Regions from separate parts of the Capsicum annuum genome. Here region 1 is linked to region 2. A link is a contact called in public Hi-C data. All regions are on one chromosome and are shown on one strand. Each heading gives the region's core, a stretch centred on a gene start, on an enhancer-like site or on the middle of the called end of the contact. The rest is flanking DNA. Distances are from core to core; before and after follow the strand shown.

What was found. A called contact is a pair of places that touch in the nucleus more often than the background predicts.
Region 1: a contact with region 2 is called in a Hi-C map of pericarp, with 4 times the contacts expected there. The contact joins the enhancer-like site here to the promoter of LOC107854474 in region 2. A contact is called at or near these places in 4 of 5 Hi-C or Micro-C datasets (bud, leaf, pericarp and 1 more).

The regions. Positions count from the first base shown.
Region 1 is chr4:216,215,972-216,222,192 of UCD10Xv1.1, forward strand. No RefSeq gene overlaps it. Among protein-coding and RNA genes, the nearest start is that of LOC107854471, 25 kb to the right of the region's middle. Within about 2 kb of position 3,015, at least 2 of the 5 cell types and tissues checked have an H3K27ac peak or open chromatin away from gene starts, as enhancers often do. A contact at or near this core is called in leaf and pericarp, where this site is marked.
Region 2 is chr4:216,156,236-216,162,990 of UCD10Xv1.1, forward strand. It overlaps LOC107854474 (E3 ubiquitin-protein ligase UPL1), which reads right to left and starts at 5,166. Exons shown (of 17, transcript XM_016699481.2): 1 at 4,896-5,166; 2 at 4,660-4,774; 3 at 1,455-1,550; 4 at 1,170-1,376; 5 at 1-1,063. The coding sequence starts at 4,755.

The DNA.
Region 1 (6,221 bases), core at 1,765-4,264, 58 kb after region 2:
CGTAGTTCAAGATCAGCCAAATCAAAAAACTTGGACCTGATTTTTAAGTTTATTTGGTTGAAAAGGATCCTAAAAGTTATGCTGAAGTTGTGTCTTCACATAATGCTCCTTTTTGGCATGAAGCCATTGATGATAAAATGAATTCTATACTGTCTAATAATATATGGATATTATCAGATCTTCCTCCTGGATGTAAACCAATTGGTTGCCGGTGAATTTTTAGGAAGAAAATGAAATTCGATGGTACTTTAGATAAGTACAAAGCATGCTTGGTAGCTAAAGGCTTTACTCAATTGAAAGATATTGATTATTTTGATACTTTTTCACCTGTTGTTCGGATGACCTCTATTCGTCTCTTGATTGCTCTAGCAGTAATTCATGGTCTTGCGATTCATCAGATGGATGTAAAGACCGCATTTCTGAATAGAGATCTAGACGAAGAAGTCTACATGAAACGACCAAACAGAGTTGTCAATCCTGGTCAAGAACATAAAGTTTGTAAGCTTCTTAAATCTCTTTATGGATTAAAACAAGCTCCAAAACAATGGCACGATAAATTTAGAAAAGTTATGATTTCTAATGGCTACTTAATTAATGATGGAGATAGCTGCATATTTAGTAAATTTTAAGAAAATTCTGGTGTTATAATATGTCTTTATGTAGATGATATGTTGATCTTTGGAACTGATATAAAAAAAGTTAAAGAAACAAAATATTTTCTTTCTTCTCAGTTTGAAATGAAAGATCTTGGGGAAACTGATGTAATTTTAGGCATCAAAATTGTAAGATCAGCAAATGGTTTGACTCTTACTCAATCAAGTTATATTGAGAAGGTTCTAAAAAGGTTTGGTCATTTTGATGACAAGCCTACTTCTACACCATTTGATCCTAGCATCAAACTAGTGCGAAGCTCTGATGATATTCTTGATCAATTGACATATTCTCAAATTATTGGGAGTCTTATGTATGAAATGCATTGTACCAGGCCAGATATTGGTTATGCAGTAGAAACTTTGAGGAAGTCTACTGGTAGCCCTGGTGTTGAGCATTAAAATGTCTTAATTTGTGTTTTAAGGTATCTGAAGGGTACAATTAATGTTGGCTTGCATTATTCTACCTTTTCAGCAGTTCTTGAAGGCTATAATGATGCCACTTGGAATTCTGATCCGAATAACTCTAAATCTATTACTGCTTGGATTTTCACTTTAGCTGGAGCAGCAATATATTGGAGATCAAAGAAGTAAACATGTATTACTCACTCAACTATGAAGTCAGAATTTATAGCTATGTCTTCTGCGGGAGAAAAAGCTGACTGGGTGCGGAGTATACTGATAGATATTCCATTATGGAGTAAACCAATACCACCTTTGACTATCTATTGTGATAACAAAGCTGCTATATTTCGGGCTTGAAGTGATTGTTACAATGGCAAGTCAAGACAAGTTCGTCTCAAACACAATCATGTGAGAAGATTATTGGAGGATGGCATAATATCGCTTCAATATGTGAAGTCCAAACTCAATTTAGCAGATCCTTTGTCTAAAGGGTTAGGCAAAGAATTGGTGATACAAACTTATAATGGGATTGGAATAAAGTCTGTTGTAGATTGATTGTACTTTATGGAAACTCTACCTAATGATGTAATCTTGGGTTCAAAGGAAAAAAAAACAAGTAAAGTTACGATTGTGAAGCACATCTATAAAATTTTCTTTTTCCCTAGAGAGTGAGTAGATGTGCATAAGTTGAGATTTTTTCTCTTGATAAATCTATAAGACCGATCTCGGTTGGAGTAAATAATAGAAACACTCTTGATAGATTTACTGATACTTTGCTATAAAGGAGGATGAGATTAATTTCTCTTAATGAAATTCATAGACTATTTAGTCGGAGTATGCAAAGTTACTCTTGATGAATTCACCGCACTAAGTGCGAAGTGGAGGCCGCTTCAATAAGATTTTAATAGGGAAATCTTAAAGCACTTAGCTAAAAGGATTCAGAACACATGACCGTAAGGTGTCAAAGGATTTTGATTTTCATCGGAACATAGCAATATGCGTGGAGTATTTTTCTACTTCATTTAATGAACCACTTAGTTCAAGATTTGTTCACTAAGTAGTCAATGATTTAGAAAGTCTTCACTAGCTAATGGTTCAAGCCCAAAAGACACCATTATTGATGCATGTTGCTAGATTGATGTCTCAAATGAATTTTGTTTTTAAAGATAAAATTTCTTGAAACAAGTGGGGGATTGTTATTGTTAAAGGTTGTGTTTCAATAAATTTTGAAACAAATACATCGGTTAAAGATTTTGAGTTATGTTTCAATTAATTTTTGAAACAAATGTATTAGTTAAAAGTATGGAGTTACAAAGAACATGAATTTGACAAATTCGTTCTTCAAATTCATTCTTCTTTAAATTATACGTTTTAGGTTCTTGAAAGAAAGTTACTTTTTGTTTTAAAGTATTCATGAATCTATTTACTATTAATTAATTAATACTTTTCTCTTGCATGAAAATTTTACCCTATAAATAGTATTTCTTTTGTTTGAAAAGACAAGCACTAAAAAAAAAAGTTACTTTTCCCTTAAAAAACATTTGAGAGATATTGATCAAAAGGTGAAATCACCAATTCAAAAATAGAAGAGAAGCATTCTTGAATGCTATTTGTTTTGTGGCTTAGTTGAATCCCGAAGATAGAGTTGTTACTAATTCTTCCGTTTGTTCGTGGGAGAGACTTCAACTATCTTCAAGAAACGTATTATCGTGTCTCTAAGCCAAGCAAGTTTATTTTGAATTTCTTGTACAATTATCATTATTGTTCTAACAAAGATGTGAATCGAAGGATCTTTAGTCCAAGGTATTGGCTTTTCAGCTGAAAGCACTCTTCTAGCTGTCCACCCTTATAGGAAGCAAGACGTCAACCAAGTCTGGGAGAAAACACAGGCTGATTGCTAGTCCTCGAGTTAGGGTGAGGTTTGTTATCAAACTCTAGTCATATAGGATAGCCCCCATTGAATTAGAAAGGTATGCCAGGTCACAAGGATGACAGGGCAGACAAGACAAAACATTGGAAACCTACAAGAATCATGACCAAGAATTTGGGCTTTGAGTTTTCATATTGACCACGAATTGCAAGTTGTGCCGTTCCATCTTTTGTTATCAAGGAGACTACGCCTCTTGAAAACTTTATTGCATTTGAAGTATTTTAACTATTGGGTGACTTGTCTCAATCATGTTAGATACACAACTTCTTCCTCCTCTATATCACTTCCAGTTACAGTTAGTGTTTCTTCTAATTCTTAACAACTCAGTAGCAAGTAGTACTCACTAAGACTTGCTACTTTCAAAGTCACTAACGGAAACTTATCTCCTCAATCAGGGCACACACACCTGTCGAGGCCTCTTTGAGTGTGACTTCATTAGCTAGATGCACTCGGATTCGGTTCCTAATAAAAGAAAAAGATCGTTGGCCTGACTATTCCGATTGAGAACACAGAAGAGGCTGTAAAATAGTAAGAAGGCGAGTCCGATCTCTAACTCAAGAGGGCTTCTCTTCCTCTCATTGTCAGAAGTCAAATGGTTAGTCTAGTTGGGGTAACTGGCCCAGACGACATTGATAATGGAGTTTCCATGATAAGGTACGACGAGATGCAGCCCTCTTGGAATAAACATGTTAAGAAGAACATTGTCCTTACTGGCTACCACTGCTGCTCTAGATAATACAGCTAGCCCTTCTCCCTGATGTTTAAGATGGCAGTCATATCACAGGGGATGCTTCTCTTTTCTAATAATACAGCAAGCAGAAGACCACAGGGTTTGCACATATGAGATCCTTCGTCTAACATTACTCCCTCCATTCCATCTTATATGACATTTTCCCCATTTTAAGACGTGCCAAAATGTTTGACACCATTCAAATTAATGAACTATTTAACTTCTGAAATTTGATGTGTTGGTAAGTGCTTTCTTTATCAAACTAACGTTTTAACTATCTCTTTAATAGTTTTCCCATACTTGCATCAGATTATCACTTTAAACTTGGTGACCTGTAAAATAGCGTATATTAAATAGGTGCATGATCAGTTAATATTCTAAAATAGAGACAACAGATGATCTCACAGCATTTGCACATCCCAAAATCAAAATGCTACTCAATAAGCAACAAACAAATCCAGAAGGTTGAAAGACAATAGCAATTTCACCAAGATAAGTTGGATGAAACGGTGAAGAATTCTTACTTGAGTACCTCATGATTTACAGGATACTGCTAACTGAGTGAACAGAGTATCTAAACCACTCAATTCCCCATTCATCGTTGACAGAAGAACATATAAAATAGAAGTTTCCACATTGGACCATATGACACATTCTAGCAGGACCATGTGGATTATGGTACTTCCAAGAGTGAAATACTCATCGGAATCACCTAGTAAATCATTCATCCCTTCTTCACAATTTGTTCTTCAACATAAAGCCCATAGACAAAGAGATATAGCCATTATATCTAGTAAATCAAAGCATGTTATTTGGCAGATTAAAGAATTAAAAGATCAGCAAACTTAGTATCTTTTCAAAAAACAAATAAGAGCCCCAAAAGCAGGAAAAATCATCACAACAACAGCCAGTAAGCGCGAGTACTGAAACTGATCACATAAAAGTATTACTTTTGTAAGGTCAAGCAATCACAAATAAGCTTGACACTTTACCGGTTTAGATTATGTAAACAATCACCATAAGCTCGACAAATCTGCAGTTATGGACAATTCACATTGCTAATTGCTGTATTTGGTTAAAAAAATTCTATTAGTATAGATGGTAAATATTTTCTTAAAATAGCATAGTTTGGTAATTTCCCCTTGTAATCCCAATTCTGACAGTAAGGGTGTTTTGTGATATAAAAATTATATGTGTGGCTCAAACCTAAATGGATCATGATTAGGTTAGATTATGCTGGTAGAAGACGAGCCCTCTTCAGCGTCTAAATCTGCCTATAAAAAAATACGTAACGTCCACTTGTTCAACACTGCCTGAGTATTGAAAAGCCCTAGCCCTATGCTAGTGTTGCTCCGATGACATAGTAATGGAGATCTTAACATATCTCCTTGCTAAGTCCCTCATGCGATTCAAGTGTGTTTCTAAAGCTTGGAATACTCAGATAAAACACCCCACCTTTGCCCGGTCCCCACTATGCTCGTTCTAAAGACCGCCCCTCAGCCACCCGAATCTTGTTTCAACTACTCAAAACAAATCCTAATATTGATGAACCATGCCGTGATGCAGAAACACGTGAATCGGTAGGATTTTCGTTACAACTTGATTATTTTTGCGATGCTCGGGAGATGACTATTTGCAGAAATCATTGCAATGGCCTTGTTTTTGCTTGTATAGCTATAAAGACTGTCAACTTTATTTATACAATGTCACCACAAGGGAGATACAAGCATTGCCACAGAGACTATTATCGTACAAATTTGAGTACCCTGGGGTTTGATCAAGTGACTCAAAACTACAAATTGCTTTGCTTTTTCAGTCGTCCAGAAGAAGGAAAAGCAAAGAGGGCCAAACTTCTAACGCTAGGAGTAACCAACTCCTCCTGGAGAAAAGTCAGGAATTGGTTAAAACCTGACCCGTGTGATATTTACAGGCTAAGGAATGTGTTTTCCTCGATGGGGTTGTTTATTGGACCGGTTGTGTTAAGTGTAGCGCCTACTTCAACTTCAGCAAGGAGAAGTTTAGGTATTGTTTACCGCCATCTCAACATCATCCAAATTGTATAATGAATGCGTATACCATGGACACTGCATTGTGTGGAGAATTGTCTCTGTGTTATACTTTTATCAATCACGACCCTCCAGTTCTCGTGCTATACAATCGTACGATTAGAATTACTGCTGAAAGGGTGAAGACTATTGAGGTTGGGGCTGCGCTGTTTGGAGCAGAAACGATTAATGAGAAGACAAAGAAGTCACGTGTTTTAGCAACAGCAAGTGCGGTTTAGTGCCGCTGCTTCTCTGTCTTCCTCCTCAGGTCCTCGTTGCTTAAGATTTGCTAGCAGTTTTGACGGCAACAACAACAACAACATTGGTCCTCGTACCAAGCTAACATTTGTTAGCAGTTTCGTTGAGAACATTATCCCGTTAACTTCTTTACTCGTTTGAAACTAGAATTTTACATCAGGAAGTTAGAACAAACACTGCTAACTAGCAGTTATGTCTAGCTA
Region 2 (6,755 bases), core at 3,916-6,415:
CTGCTGCATTACTATAATCCAGAAGCTTTTGCAGTGTTTTCACAGCCAGGCAAACAAGATGTATATGTGCAGGATCAGCATCCTCTACTAGAGGCAAAAAAGTTGGCACCATTCCAGACCCGCGAATAACACTACCAGAGCTTGAAGAGGATATGACATGTAGCAGGTAAAACTGCAGAACAGCTTCAACAAAGGATACTGATGACAAGTCATTTGAGCTGCTTAGTGACAAGATTGCTCTCTGTAAAACATTCAAAAGGATCATTCGATTACCACCAGCAAAACTGATGCTTGATCCACTCAAAATCCTCGCCCGCTCATGTGATGATGCATAAGCAGCTAATTGTGCGCCCAAGGCATTCATTGCTAGTGTTCTAACATTTCCAGAGATGGTTTCTTCAGATCTGACAATCCTTATCAACTCATTCGTGTATTCAGGTTCATTAGCAAAAAAGGACGAAAGTTCATCATGGGAATCACTAGCCTGGACAAGCACAATGAAAGCAAGAAGACATATCTTGCTGTAAAGCCTACATACTCTGGGGGAACGGAACGCATGTGCATATCTGATTCTTGTCAGCAATGCAAACCTTTGCTCAGGAGGAACCTTATACTGCTCAACACAGAACTTCATTAGCGACAGATCTTCCTCTTTCCGTACATGGAGATCAGGTATGTGAATTACACTCATGCTCGTTGATGCTGCACCATCCTCACTTTCAGCATTGTTTTCGGCACTGACACTATGCAACTCAAAATAAAGGGTGGACCCCAAGTGATAAAGTGACTTGTCGCCATCATTTTCCACACTGGATGGAAACAAAGATAGGCCTTCATCCTGACTTCTTTCGTTTACAGTAACACAATAATACAAGCCCAGACCTTCTTCCTTGCTTCCCCATCCCTGCGCAAGTGACAGTAGACAACTATTTATAGCACCACACCCAACCAATTTACCACTTGCATGTAGCTTCGAAGGATTTATTTTTACTAATACAGCAAGAGTCTCTAAAGTTGCAATGAGGATCTCAGGATCTGTTGAAGCCAGCAAAAGCTTGAAATGCTGCCAGGTTCAAAGTAAATAAATTTGGACATCATCAGTACATGTGCATTCTTGTTACAGACATTCATTCAAAAAGGGGCAGAAAGTTTTAGCATCTTCAGCTTACCTCCAAGCCACTAAATGAACCCTTGTTATGGCAATTTTCTAGTATGATCTGCATCACACGTAAAATCTGTAGAACTGCTTGCTTGGGGAAAGGGCTATCATCTCCTAATATGTTATCACACAAGACGAGATCTTTCCTACTACATAAGTACGTCTTGAAATATGCATCAAAATGTAGAAACAATGGTCTCCAGTGATGAAAATTTCCCTGAAAAGAGAAGGTCAGGTAAGCCAAAGTCTGAAGTATAAAGGCCGCGGCAGGATAAGAAAAGGTAAATGTATTCACCTTGCCATACTCCCAGCGGAAACCAGAAAGAGGTATTGCTATATCTTGTAATGGACACTGGATGACCTTGTCAATAAAGGCTTTTATTCTGGGGGGCTGATGTGGATAAATGCACAATAAGATTATACCAGTTAATAGGGAGAACTTTAAAAAGAAAGAAATAAGCACGAAAGATAAAAATACCATCTACTACAAAAGAGGATAGTAGCGAAAAGTAGAAGTCCGGGCACTTTCAAGCAGCAGAAATCAAGACACTAATCAGATGATTTATTTCTTTATTTTTTCTTTGCATATGATTAAATCATTGTACATTACTAGATCCATGAAAAGATGATTAGATGGCTCCCACAAACTTGAGAATTACTCCTACGAGAATAACCACAGTTCATCCAAACAAAATGTAAAAAGGTGCCATATACTATGATATTTCCTGATTTTTTTGTTTTCTTTTGATAAGTATGGTTGTTCCCTCATGTTAAGGGACACGGCAAAGCTAGAAACATAAAACACGCAGAGAATACATTAGATCCACAACACAACACTTTCCAACATGATAAACGACAATCCTCAAAACACCAGCATCTTCAGCTACATATGAGAACACCGATTGAAAAGAACCGAGGAAGAGAATCACGATCATATTCAATGATCGTCGTGGAAAATGCAATTGTGCACTGGTACAAGATTGGACACAACTTAGAGAAGAGGTGTGCATAAAAAGGATAAATAATAAGCTTTGCCCGTGATTGTTTGGACATAGTCTAGGTAGTCCTCCAAATGAATGGCCCATATGGATTCAACAGCTTTCAGAAAATCAAAGGGAGTTGTATCGCAACTTCCTATTTTGGTGTAAAGAACAATGTATAGAAGATGCTGAACATGTGATAGATCTCTAAGGTTTACTGCATACTCCTGTTTTGGCTTGTTACAGCCTTTTATGGAGGTCACCAGCATATCCTAAAGGCTGAGGAATACAGTATTACCAGTTTCAAAAAAAAATATATGAATGGCCGATATGTGCATATGTTCCACAGAATGATAATTGAAGACACCACAGAAGAGCCTTAAAATCAGAATGGATGAAACTTGTCCCAAAAACCCAACAATTTCTTGGAAACAACAGGAACTTAAACAGAAGCAAATCATAGTAGAAGCAAAGAACACATGTTACCGGTACCCACCTAATCAGGATTAAGTCTGTATTTTGTTGGGGTCAGGATTAAGTCTGTATTTTGTTGGGGGAATAATGTAAAATATATTGTATATACAAAAAATAGACTGCCCAAAAAACTTGTGCAGTCACCCGTATAGAATTAAGTCTTTGCTTTGTCAAGTTTACATTAGCTCAGATGTTGCCAAAATTGCTAGTTAGACTTGAATCTTAGTGCGGGGACAAGTTTGAAATCAAAGAGCCTCTAGTTTTAGCTCCTATTTGACTTAAAAGATGATTGACCATTACCATTGTTGACTGAAAATGAATTGGCTCGAAAGCTAAACCGGATACTAAGTATAATCTTGTTGATATCTGCCATTATCAGAATGAAACTGACTGGCCCGAGTAGAGAAAAAAGAAAATAGCAAGTCATTTTGTTGAACCAACTAGTTTGGACTCGAGTATTGAGAAGTAAAAGGGAAAGTAAAGGACAGACAAAAATATTACTGAAATTGAATTTCAACAAACAAATGCATGCCGGCAAACTAATAGTATTACAACTGTCAGTTTGAAACTATCCTTTTCATGGACAGGTCTCAGTTTAGTTTGTGTTAAAACTGAATGAAATCTCAAAAATGAATACAAGATAGAGCAAAGCTAGTTTACTGTAAACATCAGATAGCTCCAACTCCCTAAAGGAGGCCGAGAAGAATGCATCTTTTATATTTTGAGATTTAATATATTTAAGGATCACACATGTACATTATACGGTTTTAATCGACAAATGTCATACCAACTCATGTCATATCTAATCCCAGAGTCCTCCAATTTCAGCCTCGTATTAGGTAATTATTTCCAGCAAATTCACTATGAAGTTCTAATCCAAGAGCTTGCTGATTGGATATTACTACAATTGAGTCTAATTATTATGATCATTAGCTTGTGATTTTTAGAACCTCTTTGCAGTTTCAAAAAAGAGGTCTAAAGATCACATGTTAATGATCATAACAATGAGACTTATTTTAAAGATCACATGGCATAAGTACATATTAAACTTCAGACCAGATGGTATCAATACGCCTGTGACATAGAATTTCCACATGCCAATCATGAAAAAGCATAAAATGCAAAGGAAAAAAGCTGGCAGATGACTGATAATAGAAGTATATAAACATAGATAGCATAAGCAGTTAAAAACAATAAACCAAATAGAAAAAAGGTACATTGTGAAATATGATTTCCAATCAAAACTAAACCCTAAGATACAAAAGAAGACAACTCCCCGGTAAGACAAAACCCTAACAACACACATTTCCATGACTAATTCCACGGAACAAATATCACGTAACTATGTCCACCAAGATTTTCTAGAACAGAAAGGAATATAAATCACCTAGTGTCTCGTCTCTAATGGGATTTGAACCTGACACCTCCGGGTGCTCAACCTATGTCATTGGCCACTAAGCCACAACAACACACATTGCACGCCTCAAACACAACACCAATACGAAAAAAAGCACAATGTGAAGTAATTCCAAAAAACCGAAGGGAAAAAATTGTCCCTTTCATAAACAAGTGGTTCCTATAAATACAAAATCCTAACCAACACACTTTTTTTACGAGTGTGGTGCCGGACGTACCCCAACTATTTCCACGTAACAAGTATAAGGTAACTTTGTCCACCAAGGCTAGAACGTACTGGAACAAATCACCTAATGTTTGCCTCTGTCAAGATTTGAACCCGAAATCTCATGGTGCTCAACCCACCCCCATTAACCACGAGACCACAACAGCAGACATTCCTCGCCTCAAACAAAACAACACTCCCAAAAAAAATGCACTTTGTGAAATAATTCCCAAAACCCTACGAAAAAAAACCCATTCCTTTACGAAACAAGCTGTTCATTAACACAAAACCCTACCGGGAAAAAAAATCCCTTTACGAAACAATCTGTTCGACAACACCAAAACCCTAAACAACACAGAGCAGCAACCAAATATAAAAATAAAAAGTAAGCAATGAGTAAAAAGACAAAAATGAGTAGCACGTACAGGTTCAGAGTCTAGTTTAATAGATGGACCAATAGCTCCTTCGCTGGATAGAAGTTGCCGTAACCTCGACGGCAAACTCGATCTTAACGTCGTCATATCTCCTTGTAACTATTCACTGAACCACAACACAAATCCAAAAAAAACACAAATCAGCCCCAAAAAAATCAGAAAAAATCCACACATTCAAATACATAAATAAAAAAGGGAAAAATCATGAAATCGATCAAAATCGATACCTGAATCATCCAGAAAGAGTGTTAATAGAGACTGTACAGAAAGAGAGAGAAAAATAGGGTTTATAGAGAGAAGAATAAGAAGGAAAACCCCAAAGCGAAGAAAGAGAAGATGGTGAGAAGGAAGAGGTGAAGGTAAAAGCGGAGGTAGGGGGTGTATATAGGGGGCTCCTTTATAGGCTTTTTTGTGTGTGAAATTGGTTAAGCTAGTACTTCTAACCCTGGGGAAGGAGGAGGTTATATAGATACACCCAAACACAAATTGAGTTTTGTTATGTTGCTTCGTCTTCTTTCTATTCGAGTCGGTTTTTACTTGGGCCCTCTGCTTTGCTTTCACTTTGTTTCCTAGGGTTCATTGCTACATGAGATAAAAGATACTACTTAATAATTTTTTATTTTTTTTTATAATTATGATATTTGAATTAATTTATGTGCATGGAGGTTATTTTCAAGAGATATTTATAATCTCCTATTAGAAATAAATTAATTAATATTTGTTTTTGTTGAAAATTGAATGTGATAGCTCATAATGCTCGACTCAATTTCAATGATTTCAGAATATAGTTTTGGATTAATTTTAGCTTTATGTTTAATTTGAGATGTTAGTTAATTTTAGGATGATAAAATTATTATGACGGGATAAAATAATTTTATGGAATATCGGTTTTAGCATCTCTCTTGTTTCTTGGGGTTAGTTGGTTCATGGGATAAAGATAATGATTTTGGAATAGAATTTTTGATTAGTTTTAAGTTGTATTTGATTTGAGGTATTGAGAGATCGTTTGATATATCAGATAAGGAAAATAGTTTTGATATAAAAATAGGATTAATTTAATTCTTTGTTTGGTATGAAGTGGTATGAACTAATTTTGAAACTATTTTATTCCGCGTGTATATATAGGGTGATATAAAATAATCCCATGAAATATTCATACTTATTTCATTCGGTTTACCAAAGGACCCCTAACTGATTTGGGGTAGGGGGATTATCATGGTGGAATGAAATAATTTATGGGATATCCTTGTTTATCATATCCTGACTATCAAATGACTTTTTCAGAGTTCTTATTTTTTGTTTAATACATAGTCAGTGTCTTAAATTTGTTAAGGTATATTTTATATAGACACTCGAGTTAAGTCGTGTTAAATTGAACACTTCAATACCTAATAAATGTTTCAATTCGACAATTTCGATTTTAATCTTTGTATGTATTTTTATTCGTCTATTATTGATGCAAACACCTACAAGTAAATGAAATGCCACATTTCATGTAGTTAACTTAATTATCTAATAGTGAAGAACATGCACATACAAAAAAATATGATTAAAACATTTACTAAGCGTTTAGGTGTTCAATTGGAACAACAGTCAAATCGAGAATATAAAATGTCATAATTAGTTCAAAGGACTGATTATGCATCAAACTCATATTTTTTGTTCTCAATTAAATTATGTATATAAATAAGATTTTCATAATCTAAAAAATGAAAACTAAAAGTATCAAGACTTATAAATTTTAAATCAATGCATTGTTCAAGGAAACAATTAATTTGGAGTGATAATTGTAACAAAAAAAAAAATGATTTTGTCCTTAAATGTACGAATTCTAAATTTAAACATTTGATAAACATTGAGTCGGAATGAATAAAAATAAGGATATAAAATTGTAGAATGATTATATATTTGCAAGTTGATTTTGACTTACATAACAAAATTCAATCATTCTTTTTCATCTTTTGGTTATTTTTTTGCTATTATTTACTATTATTTTTGGTGTCATTATTCTTTATCAAAGTAAAGATCATTGTTCATTAATCATTATATGAATTTTTGCTTAAATTATATGTATGAATGTAAAACAA